Regions from separate parts of the Zea mays genome. Here all the other regions are linked to region 1. The links are chromatin contacts, called in public Hi-C maps. All regions are on one chromosome and are shown on one strand. Each heading gives the region's core, a stretch centred on a gene start, on an enhancer-like site or on the middle of the called end of the contact. The rest is flanking DNA. Distances are from core to core; before and after follow the strand shown.

The links. A called contact is a pair of places that touch in the nucleus more often than the background predicts.
Region 2: a contact with region 1 is called in a Hi-C map of leaf, with 5 times the contacts expected there. The contact joins the promoter of LOC103635078 here to the promoter of LOC100281414 in region 1. A contact is called at or near these places in 6 of 25 Hi-C or Micro-C datasets (bundle sheath, ear, endosperm and 2 more).
Region 3: a Hi-C map of an unstated tissue shows a contact between it and region 1, with 5 times the contacts expected there. The contact joins the promoter of LOC100276415 here to the promoter of LOC100281414 in region 1. A contact is called at or near these places in 3 of 25 Hi-C or Micro-C datasets (ear, leaf and an unstated tissue).

What each region holds. Positions count from the first base shown.
Region 1 is chr1:61,842,183-61,846,258 of Zm-B73-REFERENCE-NAM-5.0, reverse strand. LOC100281414 reads left to right here and starts at 1,647. Exons shown (of 22, transcript NM_001154332.2): 1 at 1,647-1,960; 2 at 3,142-3,178; 3 at 3,725-3,801. The coding sequence starts at 1,874.
Region 2 is chr1:62,063,905-62,067,875 of Zm-B73-REFERENCE-NAM-5.0, reverse strand. LOC103635078 (villin-2) reads right to left here and starts at 1,694. Exons shown (of 24, transcript XM_008657631.3): 1 at 1,257-1,694; 2 at 970-1,088; 3 at 719-818; 4 at 540-605; 5 at 210-446; 6 at 1-125. The coding sequence starts at 1,025.
Region 3 is chr1:62,081,104-62,085,458 of Zm-B73-REFERENCE-NAM-5.0, reverse strand. It overlaps LOC100276415, which reads left to right and starts at 2,458. Exons shown (of 2, transcript NM_001150214.2): 1 at 2,458-2,760; 2 at 3,505-4,355. The coding sequence starts at 3,819. It also overlaps the pseudogene LOC103635087.

The DNA.
Region 1 (4,076 bases), core at 398-2,897:
TCTAGGAATCCAAATGCTCTGAAAAGGTCTTCAGCAAAAAAAAAACCAAACAAGCCATAGACTACTTCAAACTCTTGTCTCTTAGTCTCGATTGATATTTTATGATTAATTTTAGACACGTCAATTCTTTGTAACAATAAAATCACCATGTTTGTAGTGATGAATATATCACAAATTTGTTGTGAAGCTAGCTATATGCGTGACCACATTGAAATTCCTTCCTATCCAATTATGGTGTCGTTTGTTTCGCGGAAATGTAAAGCAAATGATTTATATGAGATAATGGACATCGATTCTTTTTTTTTGTTTAGTTGAGCTCTTTTCAGCAGCACTAGATAATACTATCTAATACAATTATAACCGGTAACCATTACCGCTGCTAAGATATCCCATTACTATTCTATTAACAACGTCTGAACCAAACAACACCATATATCTCATCACCATGAAATTATAAAAAGAAGTTTTGTTGCCCTCGTTTTGGATGACCAAACAGCGAAAGGGCCTCTAGCTGAGTTGGTTAGGTGGTCTGAGTAGCACTCCTCAGGTCCTGGGTTCGATTCCCCGTGGGAGCGATTTTCAGGCTGTGGTTAAAAAAATCCCCTTGTCTGTGGGTTTTTCTCGACCTGTGTGAGAAGATCTTCTTTTTAATTCAATGCCCGAGGGCTGTCTTACCCCTCGCAGGTCGAGTTTTGGATGACCAAACAAAATACAATGTTAAGGGTTCGTTTGACATATCTCTAAGGTTCCAAGATCTATGTTGGCTCTACAAACTATGCACTAAATTAAAGTGATTTAAATATTTATATTTAATCTAAACTATAAATGAAAGGAGTCATGCAAATGCATAATCGACATATTTTTGCTAGAGCTAGAGTTTGTCAAATATGGCATAGTTTATGCCTGCTCTTTCCATTTTACTCTTATATATTTATTTACTAAATCGATTTATTTATATTTTATTTTTCTTTATACTCTTCTTCTAGTTACTGTTGTTCATTTTTTATTTACCAAATAAATTTATTAAAGAATAATATACTTAATTACTGAAGGAAAATCGCTCTATTTGATTTCAAAAATCTAAGCACACAGTATTACATCCATTAAAAAAATGCAATCCTAGTTTTAAACTAAGTCAAGATTGACAAGGTATATGAAATAGTACCGGCATTAATATATTCAAATACGTTATTATAAAAATACATCTCTTTAATTTATTGATGTTTATTACCTGTTACGAATGTGCATATTTTCTATATAGTTCGTTAAATTTAAGGTTGGTTGATTGATTGATTAAAAACAAGAATTATATGTACCTTGCATAATAGGTAAGATTAGTTAGGACCCAAACCCAACCATGGGCCAGGGGCTTAACGGAAAGAATTAACACAAATCACCTACTCCTATCCGAACGCTGGCTTAGCTTAGCGGGGAGAGAAAGCGTAGAGAGCAAGCCCCCAACCCCACTCCCCCACCGCCCGAGAGGCTCCAAAGTGGACAGCCCGCCCGTGCAGCTGGACCTGGACGAGGGAGAGAGAGAGAGAGAGAGAGAGAGAGAGAGAGAGAGGGGAGGGAGGGAGGGGAAAGACGGACAGCGCCATTGCTGCCATCGCATTCACAGCGCTACCGTCTGCGTCGCTTTCCTTTCCTCCCTTTCCCTCGCCGTACCACCACCCGCTCCTCTTCTCCGCCTCTGCCTCCTCCTGCAGAAGCCGCCGCACAAAACCCAAACCCTAACCGCCGCCCCTCCGAGGCGCGCCAGATCGGCGGCGGCGCCCACTGCTGCTGCTCCGGATCCAATGCAGCGGCTGCCGTAGCGCGGGAGCTGCCGATCTGAGGCGGCGGCGGCGGCGCTGGCGCAGGTGGGACAGGGATGTCGTCTGCGCCGGTGGCGGGGGCGGCGTTCGAGCGGTACCAGCAGCGCGGAGGTGGCGGCCCCGCGGCGGCCAACGGCAACACGGTGCGTGCGTTCGCGTGGTTCCTTGCGTGGGTACCGGGGGTCTGGTGCGGTTTGCGTATCCGGTGCTGATGAGCATCTCCCTCCCCTATTTCGCGTATCGCTGGGTGCCCGGTACCTTGCTTGTCAAGTTTGCATGGTTTGAGCTGCAAGGATGCGCTTCTCCACTGTGGTGTTGGTCTACACAAGTCGCTGCTTCTATTGCTATTAATAGAGCGGGTTGGACCTTGGTTAGATTGCGGTGCTGATGTGACGGACTGTAGAGTTTCCGCCCGCTTGGTCCTCGGTAGCTACATTTGAACGGATTGATGGTGATACTGGTGGATTGCTGGCAGTGCAGTTCAGATTCAGACTGCCTGTAGGCGAAATTTGCCATCAGGGTGCGCCAGAGATACAAATTAGAAGTGCATTCCTATAGTCTGTCGTGTTGGACTGTTGGCTGTACAATGGTGGGAAGAGTATTGTGGGTCTGATCTGCCTTGAGAACTTAGGGGTTTTGGCGGGCTGCTGAGATAAGTGACATTGCTTTTTTCCGCAAAAGAAAGTGATATTGATTAACATGGGGCAGGCTGTAAAGGAAGACCAGTCTAGGGTATTCGTGGTATGCAACATGGGGCAGAAACAGTAAAAACATGCTAGAGTATATCAAATATGGGAAACGAAGCAACTAGTGATATTGTGGTTGTGAGAAGCAACAATACAACGAGGGGAAGAATTTATGAGGCTGATATGGAGATATACACTTGCTGTAGCACAACCTGCCATCAACCATAAAAAATGTGTACATTCTTTGTGGATCAACATGGATGCTTCATGAAATTCAAAAAAGATTTGTCGATAATGGACCAACCCTGATACTTAACATCTTTTTATTTATTTCAGAAAAAAACACAGATGCATTGACCAATTGAAGCGAACCACTTCAGTTACTCCTAGTACCTTTTCATGCTTCCCACATTTAGGATACAGATGGGCATTTCCTGTTATCACTAGAGCTGAAATCAAATTACTTAACTGAGCAGGGCATTTTTTTATTGCTCCACACTACTTATACTGAATCGGCCTTTGGTTGTACATGATTGAAAACTAGGACTAGGGTTTTGGGGGTGGACTAGTGCAGTATTGAACTCTTTTATTATTTGCTGTTTGTATTACATGTCTGATGCTATAACCATTCTAACCAGGTTTTCAAGAGTGGGCCTCTTTTCATATCATCCAAAGGTAATCCCTTGTCCCCTATCTATCTTTTTCAACATAATGTTTCCCACATGGTGCTCATTTCATTTTAGTTCCTCGTTGAGCAATCAAATATATGTTCACCAGGAACTTGAAGAAAATTCCAGAATTGTATGTAAAAAATGAAAAGATTGTTTCTTAAAGATGAGGCTGAAGGAGCTGTTTTATGCATGAAAAAACATCATTGCTTGTATCATTTTTTTTCTCAGTTCTTCTGAGTTAATTGTGTGAGAGAAGTAACTGCTGTTATATACAGTCATGTATTGGACACTAGTTTTTCAAATTTTTTTTGCTTGACAGCAAATCAACCAACTAAATAACCCTCTCAATCTATATGCTCAAACGACTTGAGCTATTGGAATTATTATTTAAATCAAGTGATCTTTTTGCCATATAATTTTTATTTGACACGACACTGATCTCATTAGTTCAGTTCCACATGGTTAATATGCTCTTTTAAGTATGTTTACTTCTGTTAGTACATTTTATTATTTATTGAGAAAGATAGCTCATGCATCTTGCTTTTACCAGGGATTGGATGGAAATCATGGAAGAAACGTTGGTTCATCCTCACAAGAACATCATTGGTTTTCTTCAAGAGTGATCCTGTTAGTACCTCTTTACCTGAACTCTCTGTGTCGTCAGAATTCTATGCTTGGCTAGTTTGGAACTTCAATATAAATCATTTCAAGGAGAAATTACCATCAACTGTAACATCTGTTGGCTGGTTTACTTCTTGTCGTACAATGCAGATTTCCTTAACTGATACAATGATGCTCCCTCCATCCAGAACAGATTAATGCCTAAGGGTTGGGCACTGAGACTAACGGGAGGAAATCCCTCTCCATGTTGCATTTAAATTAATCGTCGTTGTATCGGAGCC
Region 2 (3,971 bases), core at 445-2,944, 220 kb before region 1:
ATCACTTCCAAGGCTTTGGCTCTTTCTTGGATGTTGGAGTTTGCACCGTTGAATTGATATATTTTGTTCTCAGTATCCAAGATAAAGACATCATCATGGTTCAACGATGAACGAGAAAATGGAACCTGAGCAAAGAAGACAGCATTAGGATTGGCTTAAACAGCTGATGAAACATACAGGAAGCGAGGATGTGGTGGAACACAATGCACCTCTTTAACTCTGATAGCTCTCTTCCCTTTGCAGATATATAGACGTGTTTCAAACTTGTCCACTTCTGGCTTTTTGAACCCAGAAGCAAAGCCGCCCTCCATGGGTATGATGCACGGTTTAAAATACGAGAGGAATTTATCAGACTCGTAGCACTGTGGCTCCCTGTGCTGCACCGCACGGCCCCCGAGCATGCTGTCAAGCTCAACTGTCTTGATCGCCGCAGTTCCAGCTTCATCCTGCGTGACAAGAACAGTTTTCGACAGGTGGGCACGGAATGTCGTTTGTAGCGTCGTAGGAGATCTGAGGAGCAGGCACAGAAAACCTACTACCTGGCTGGAATCTTTTCCGATCCAGAAATGGATGTCAAAAATAAAAGCACCTCCTTTACATGTCGTCTAAAAAATGGGACAGGTACAGTGCATTAATTAATAATAATAAAATACAGTTTGTGTAGGGGAAAAGAGAGAATGCTGGTGGCTCTGGAAAAAGGAAAGGTTAAAATTATTACCTGCAGAACTATATAAGAATCTCCACAGTAGAATTTGCCATAGTCTGATTTTGGCAAAGCGACTGGCTTGAAATCCTCGATCCTCCATATCTCTGTCCCTCTGTGCTCAAGTCAAGGAGCACATAGCCAACATAAAGAGAAAAGACAACTCTTGCGTGTGGAACCGAAGACACAGAAAGAGAAAAAAAACAGCTAAAATAAGGTGGCAGCTTGCATGAAGCCATCTACTGGTATGGTAGTAGTAGGGATACGGTTTATGGCCAGCTCCTTGAAATGCAGGCTCAAGCACCACTTTCGCAGTCGACATTGTGCAGGAATGTGACTAATTACAGAACTTTACTTGGGCTCGCACCAGTTAGAAACTCATGTACTGCAAGAGCGCACAGGCACAGAAGAAATTTTAAACCATCATCATGAGATCCGCGTCGCAACCACGCATCCATCCACGCCACGCAAAGAGGTCGATCAATCGAAACGAGCGAGACCGGGAGAATAGGAAATGCAGAAACGCTATGATGGATCGAGCGGTCGATCGTACCTGTTAGACGTGTAAGGCCGATCGCGGAATGGATCGATGGAAGCGGGGCGGAGCGGAGGTGGGTGGGTGGGTTGGCCACGAGCCAGCGAGAGAGAGGAGAGGGGGGTGGAGGAAGGCGAGAGGCCGGGGACGAAGACGATCCCTGTGTCTCCGAGGTCCGAGCCGACGTAGGAATGGAACGGATTGGATGGGTCGGGGTGGATGGACGCCGCGGCTTTTGCGCTTGCCTGCTTTTAGAATGGCCCCTATTTATACGCGCGCGGCGATCTGCCGCTACTTCTATACTTGTGGTTGCCGCAGCGACGGACGGATGGATGGTCGGTACTCGGTAGGAAAGGGGGCGATCGAGCTCGAGTAGGGAGTCTCTGCGAGACTGCGAATACAAGGAGCGAATAATAATAGATCGAAGAGGGACACAATAATAGATCGAAGAGGGACACGTTGCTAGTGGCTGGCCTAGGACTGGGCATAAAACCCGAGCCCGAAGCCCGTTACCTAAAATACCCGAACTTGTACCCGTTTAGTCCGAGACCCGTTACCCGAACAGTTCCAACGGGTAACAAAACTAGATACCCAAAGTAAGTTTGGGCCTAATCAGGTATTCATCCGCGGTACCCGAAGTACCCATTCTACCCGAAATTAGACAGCATGCTAGCCCAAGCCCAACAGCGGCACAGCACAGCCCACGGGCCACGCCCAGTTGATATCGGCAACTCGGCATGTCACAACTCGCAGCCCTAGCTCCCAGCCTCCCATTCCCACGCAATTCGCCGGCAGAGAGTGAGCTGGTGTGCGATAGAGTCTTCTACCACCCCAATGAGATCTGGGATCTCAAATCATATACCTTCGATCACAGGGTCTTCTCCATAGTCTACACGTCTGGTAACGAACGGAAAAGTTGCCTCTCTATTTATGAGCATTGCAATTTGCAAATCTGTAGTGTGTGATTTTCCCGTTATTTGAAAATTTTGTTGTGTGAATGCAGGTGAGGACTTTGGTGCGTCAGTTTGGAAGATCCCAGAACTTAATGGGCGATCAAACTCACCGGGCAATCAAACTCACTGTAGCTTGAGCAGCTCTTTGAGCTTAGTGGGCATATGGGCAAGATTAGACAGTGGACTCCTGTTTCTATTGGTTTTTAGCTGCTCTAGAGATTTTGTAATAATAGCTGAAAAGTCTTGGTTTATGACTTTGTTTGTTGTCCACCTGTCATATACTCTTGTGTATGATTTATAATAGCGGGTACCCGAATTTTACCCAAACCCAAACCCAAACCCGAAATTGCGGGTACCCGAAATTTCAGGTACGGATACGGGTTCTACTGTTGAAAACCCGAAATATAAAAATCCCAAAAAGCCCGACCCGAAATTTCGGGTAAACCCGAACGTCCAGTCCTAGGCTAGCCCGTGGCGTTCGTCACCCTTGTCCGGAGGCACCGTCGACCTACGCCGGCCGGGGCAACACTAGTGCACTACCCGATTTTTTATAAACCGTTCATATTTAATTATTGTTTTCGAATATATCGGTCATTGCGCTGAGCATGTTTTAGCGTCCAGGGTCAAAGTATGACAACGACTATTATACAAACAACCATTAGGTGTAACCATGTAAGCAAGTTTTTTTGTCCGTTAGATCTGGATCGAACGGTAGATGCTATCGTAGTTTGGTAGGGCTTTTTTTATAAAACTACATGAGGTGGTGGTGAAGGGTTTAAGTATTAAATATGATATGCGGTTGGATCCAGATCTAACGGACCAAGAGTCTCGCTTGTACGTTTCCACCATTTGATAGCTGCTTGCATAGTAGTCGTTCCCCAAAATACCGACATAGACAACACCTCGATATCGTGCATTTTGATGCCAAGCTCGGCACCACATATCTTAGTGATGAACCATTATCCCGTCTTGGCATATATAACAACTATTGTTCCATGAAACATACAACTATGTTGTAATTATTTGTTGATTAGGGCACTTAGCTCTCCGAGAGACCGATGTTCAAGTCCTACCAATAGCATATTTATCCAACAATTTTCATAACATGTGTATATGTCCATGTATCTCTTTCACCACACACACGTGCATCTAATATACATTTTTTGATTCCCTTACAGATTGCATGTGAATGGTAAGGTGGATTTACCAATTGATATGAACTTTGTTGCCGTGGTAGGTTATGCGTTAAACTTTGGGTGCAACTGGATATGAGCACGAGAGCGGTTTAGAGAGGTTCAGGCCGCGGATGTGTGTAATACCCTACATCCTCTTTTGTGAGTGGTGGACTGATGAATATAAAAGTAAAGAGAAACACAAATGTGAAGAAGATTTACAGGCTACATATAAAAGTAAAGAGGAACACCAATGTGAAGAAGATTTACAGGCTATACCATCAACCGAACATCATGACCTACTAACTCCTTTTTCATATTTGCTAATGGTGAAAGTTCTAACATAACGGTCCCTAGTTCACATTTATGTCTATCCTTAGAAGTTAGTATCTCGACTTGATAGGACTAGCCAAAGATTGGGAATCTCCCATTGTGTTGCTTTGTTCCTCCTTTTATATTCTAAAGGAGGAGAGAGGATTACATATTAGCTAGACTGTGAGCTTCTAATAGTTATAGTCTATCATCCCCAATCTTATCTTGGTCGCAGTGTCATGCCTTCGGTCATACAACAATGCTGAGGGTGTCCCACTATGATGTCAGATGTTTCA
Region 3 (4,355 bases), core at 1,209-3,708, 240 kb before region 1:
CGCTAAGACGCGTGTTCGAGGGGCAGACGCAGGGCATGCGGGTGAACTACTACCCGCCGTGCCGGCGGGCGGCGGACCGGGTGCTGGGCCTGTCGCCACACACCGACGCGTCCGGCCTGACGCTGCTGCTGCAGGCCAGCAACGGCGTGCAGGGCCTGCAGGTCAGGAAGGACGGCAGGTGGTTCGCCGTGGACGCCATCGACGGCGCCCTCGTCGTCAACGTCGGCGACTTTCTTGAGGTACGTACGTGCTGTCAGTTTTGTGTGGATTCTATGTGGCTGATGTATATCGATCGTCTTGTGTCCGTTTTGCAGATCCTGAGTAATGGAAAATTCACCAGCGTTGAGCACAGGGCCGTGGTACACCCAACCAGAGAGAGAATGTCGGCGGCGCTGTTCCTGTACCCTCGCCAGAACATGAGGGTTGGCCCATTGCCGGAGTTCGTGAATGGCGGTAATGAGCGGTATGGATCAACGGATTATGAGGAATTTATGAAGCATTACTTTGCAACGAAGCTTGACGGAAGGAAGCACCTAGACAGATTGAAGTTGGAGCAGTAGGCAGTAGCTATCTCTACCGTATCTATCTCGCTGGAGGGACCAATAAATAATTTTTCTATGCGATAAATACTTCGTCCTCAAGCACCTAGAGAGCAGATATAAATAATGTTCTCCAGCTTTGATTCGCAAAAAATGCGCATGATTCAAAATGTGTTATGATAGGATAGGATCGACTCGGTCCATGACCGAGACGGTCAAGATCAACCCTAACATTCTCTCCATTTAATCTCATACTCATTTTCTTATACTTACAACTTTTACTTTATTAACGTCTTAATTTCATAACTTATGGTTTTCACTTCACAATACATCAGTACACCAACACCAAGACATTTAAGCAACTTGTTAGGTACTATTGAACTCAATGACTATAGTGCACATTTCTATCTCAAAGTATAGAACCTAAAACTTGAGGAAGATGGTTGTATTTTTATGACCCCTTAGTCCAGAATCATAGGTGCTCCATTAAACCTATACTGGTTACGAGTTTTCTAAATACGTTGAGTATAAGCCCTTTAGTGAGCAGACCTGCAAACATTTGCTCTGTACGTATATGTATATGCTCATGGTCAATTATTTGATCATGAACTCTCTTCTTTATAACATAATATTTAATGTCAATATGCTTGACAACAACACTTGAGAAAGCTAAGTGATGGTAACACAATTTATATGGTTAGATCTTGTATGTCTATCTTAAGTGGTTGAGAAAATGGTTAAGGTGTGCCACGCATGTACGCGCCGCCACCGAGCCAAAGCGAGACAAGGCGTGATCACGGTCAGTCGGGTCACAACATGGTGTGATGTAGACACAGAGCGTGCAGGGAATCAAAATGTCACAGAGTTAGAGCGTGTGCAAGGAGTTTTAGAAGTTTCATAGCTTGTAACTCCAGAAGTTACTCGTCCGGTTGTGAAGTTTCCTTATGATCTCCCACACCCGCTCGATTTTCGCGTCGTATAATCTTTCGGGTTCGCTTGGTTCTCCCGATGTCTAATCTCCTATGTCTCTTTGATTCTCCTTGTTCACCTATATAAACTCCATCTTGTCTTTGTTTATCGGTTCGCTTTCGCTGATGTTGTTTTAGCTGTTAGCCAAGCACTCAGTTTTAGTTCTTGCGCACACAAACACAGGAAGAACAGGCCTTCGAAACAAGTGTCGTCCAAGAGTTCACCTGCTCGGGTTAAGGACGATAAACACAATTTTGGGTAGTGTTCGTAAGCGCCATGATTGCTCGCTTGCTCCTCTCATTTTTGGTGCTAAGCTATGTTCTCTCCTTCATGGTATATTGCTTTGGTAGTGATCAACACAATTACATACCAACACTGCATCTAACGAAATGGCTACATCGACTAGCGCCGCTAGGTATGTTTTGTCTTCTTGATTGTTTAAAGTCTTGTTTCTTTGTACTTCTTATATGTTTATCGTGATAAAATGGAACGATGTCACCAAGTTGTCATTATACTTTTTCTAGATTAAACTACAATTAAAAATATCTACATATCTAGCACTAACATAATGTCAGAAAGTTGTATCGTAAAAACTAAAATAGTGTATATTCTATAAAGTTGTGTTCAACAGATCGTATATATGGTAGCAGTATATGGTAGCAGTAATGTCATATTCTTAAAAAGTTGTCTCATAAAAACTAAAATAGTGTATATTCTATAAAATTGTGTTCAGCAAATCATATACATGGTCATGTAATATATTATAGATAACACTATTTATCGAGTGAAACTTGAAATAAAAATGTGTAATAGAAAATGTGATATGAGAAATACCGGAGATAGTCTCGTGAAGACCAAAAACATCAACAACCTGTGCGCCGGGACCCTCGAAGAAACAAAGAAAAAAGGTGTGCGCTGGCAGATCGGCACACGCTCGCCCTTTCTAGACCGGGGGTCGTCCTGCAACGCGGAGCGAGGAGGCTGCGAAAGAGACCACAACGCCGCGCAGCCGGCAGGCCGGCCGTCGCGTGGCTCGTTGATACGCCCGCGAACCGCGACCCCGCGTACGCCATGGTCCGGCCTGCGCTTATCCGGCGACATTACTCACGAGGCGATGGCGATGCGAGGAAGGACAGCTAGGACCTATCCTTATTTAAACCCTGACGCCACCTTGTGCTGTTCAAGGAGTGAATACTGAACAGTCCAGTCAGTCGTCTCTACCTCATACGCCTGACGAATCTTGATTCTTGAGGTGAGCCTGCCTCTCTCGTCTCCCTCTTCCCCTCGATGCTTCTTGCTCCTCCTGCAGCTGTAACCCTAGATCTGTGGGGGTTTTTTTTGGGTGGTGGGTGGTTCTGATTCAGTTTCCTGCCCGTGATTTCTTCTCTCACCAGCAAGACGCGGTCACTCCAATAGAACTATGCACAACCTGTTCGTCGCCTCCTCCCAGTGCCTGGCCAAAAGACTGATTGGTTTAAGCTTCACCAAAAAAAAAAGAGACTGATTGACTTCCCAACTTATGTTTCACTAGATTTTAGTTCATTACTAAGCAAGTGCTCAGCTCTTTTGTTGGCAATGAAGCAACCATAACATTGCTTCTATGGCCAATTGAAATGGCTAGTTCCATTCACTGTCATAGTGCAATACAAGCGCCAGGAAGAGTATCTGTGATGTAAATAACAGCTGTTGATTTTAGGACAGTCGTATTGATTTTGTGCTGCCGAGCAGGCTTGGAACTGGATGCCTTGGTTTTCCAGATCTGGGAGTTTGGTCGTTTTGGCCTACTCTGCACCGCTATTGAGATCCTCTCTTTCTATTAAGAAATTTAACTGATGGGCCAAAGTTTCAGCAGCACACTACATATTTTTTTTCTTTGAAGCAACATCTCACTAAAGTCATCTATCTACTCATTGGATGACTTTGGAGATCTGTTGATATAATATCAATTGGTATGCTGAGAAGAAACTAACCATAGTCCTGTGTTGTTATGCTCCAGCTTGATTGGGTGTCATCTCTTTTAGCTGCAACTGCAGCTGGCTGTGATCATGGCATCGCTGAGTGCTGACCTCTTTTACGACATACTCAAGCGTCTCGATGCTGCAGCTCTGGCAAGAGCAGGCTGTGCCTGCGCTGATTTTCGTGCCATATCAAATGAAGAGGATCTGTGGGAAAATGCCTGCACATCTCTGTGGCCATCAATGAGACGAGATGACGTTAGGAGCTTAATTGCCTCTGCTGGTGGGTTCAGGAAGTTCTATGCGGATTGTTTCACACTTATACTGAACAAGGACGTCCCTGTGGTTCAAGCCAATGAAACTAACTTCTTTGCCGAAGAATGGGCTGAGTCTTGACTACTACTACTACGACGACGGCGGCATGGACGATTCTGAAAACTCATTGCCTTCGGATTTCGTGTCTTTGATCGATGTATGGTACAAAGGCCATGCGCTCTACTCGAAGGTCATATGGGGAATTCCCAGCTCAGACAGTGCCAATGGATGGTTCTACAACTACCCGTTCCGGATCGACCTGTCTCAACACTCGGCTGAAAACAACGAGAACAACAACGGAGATGTATTCCTATCCACTGTCAGTGGCGTGTCACCGGTACCCTCAATGGAGCAAGAAAGGAAAGACGGCAAGCTATGGAGGGAGTTGAACGATGGTGTAAAGCTGAGCTGGATTGTTGTCAACAAGAAGATGAAGAGGGCAGTGAACCTGACGAGCTGGCACCCGCTGAGCGGGCAGAGGCACTGGCCGACCGATGCTGACTTCGTTCTGCGGTTCGGGTCTGTGCTTCCGGCGAAGGAGGTCCTGCCCTGCCAGGTGGCGGAATGCATCCTGCTG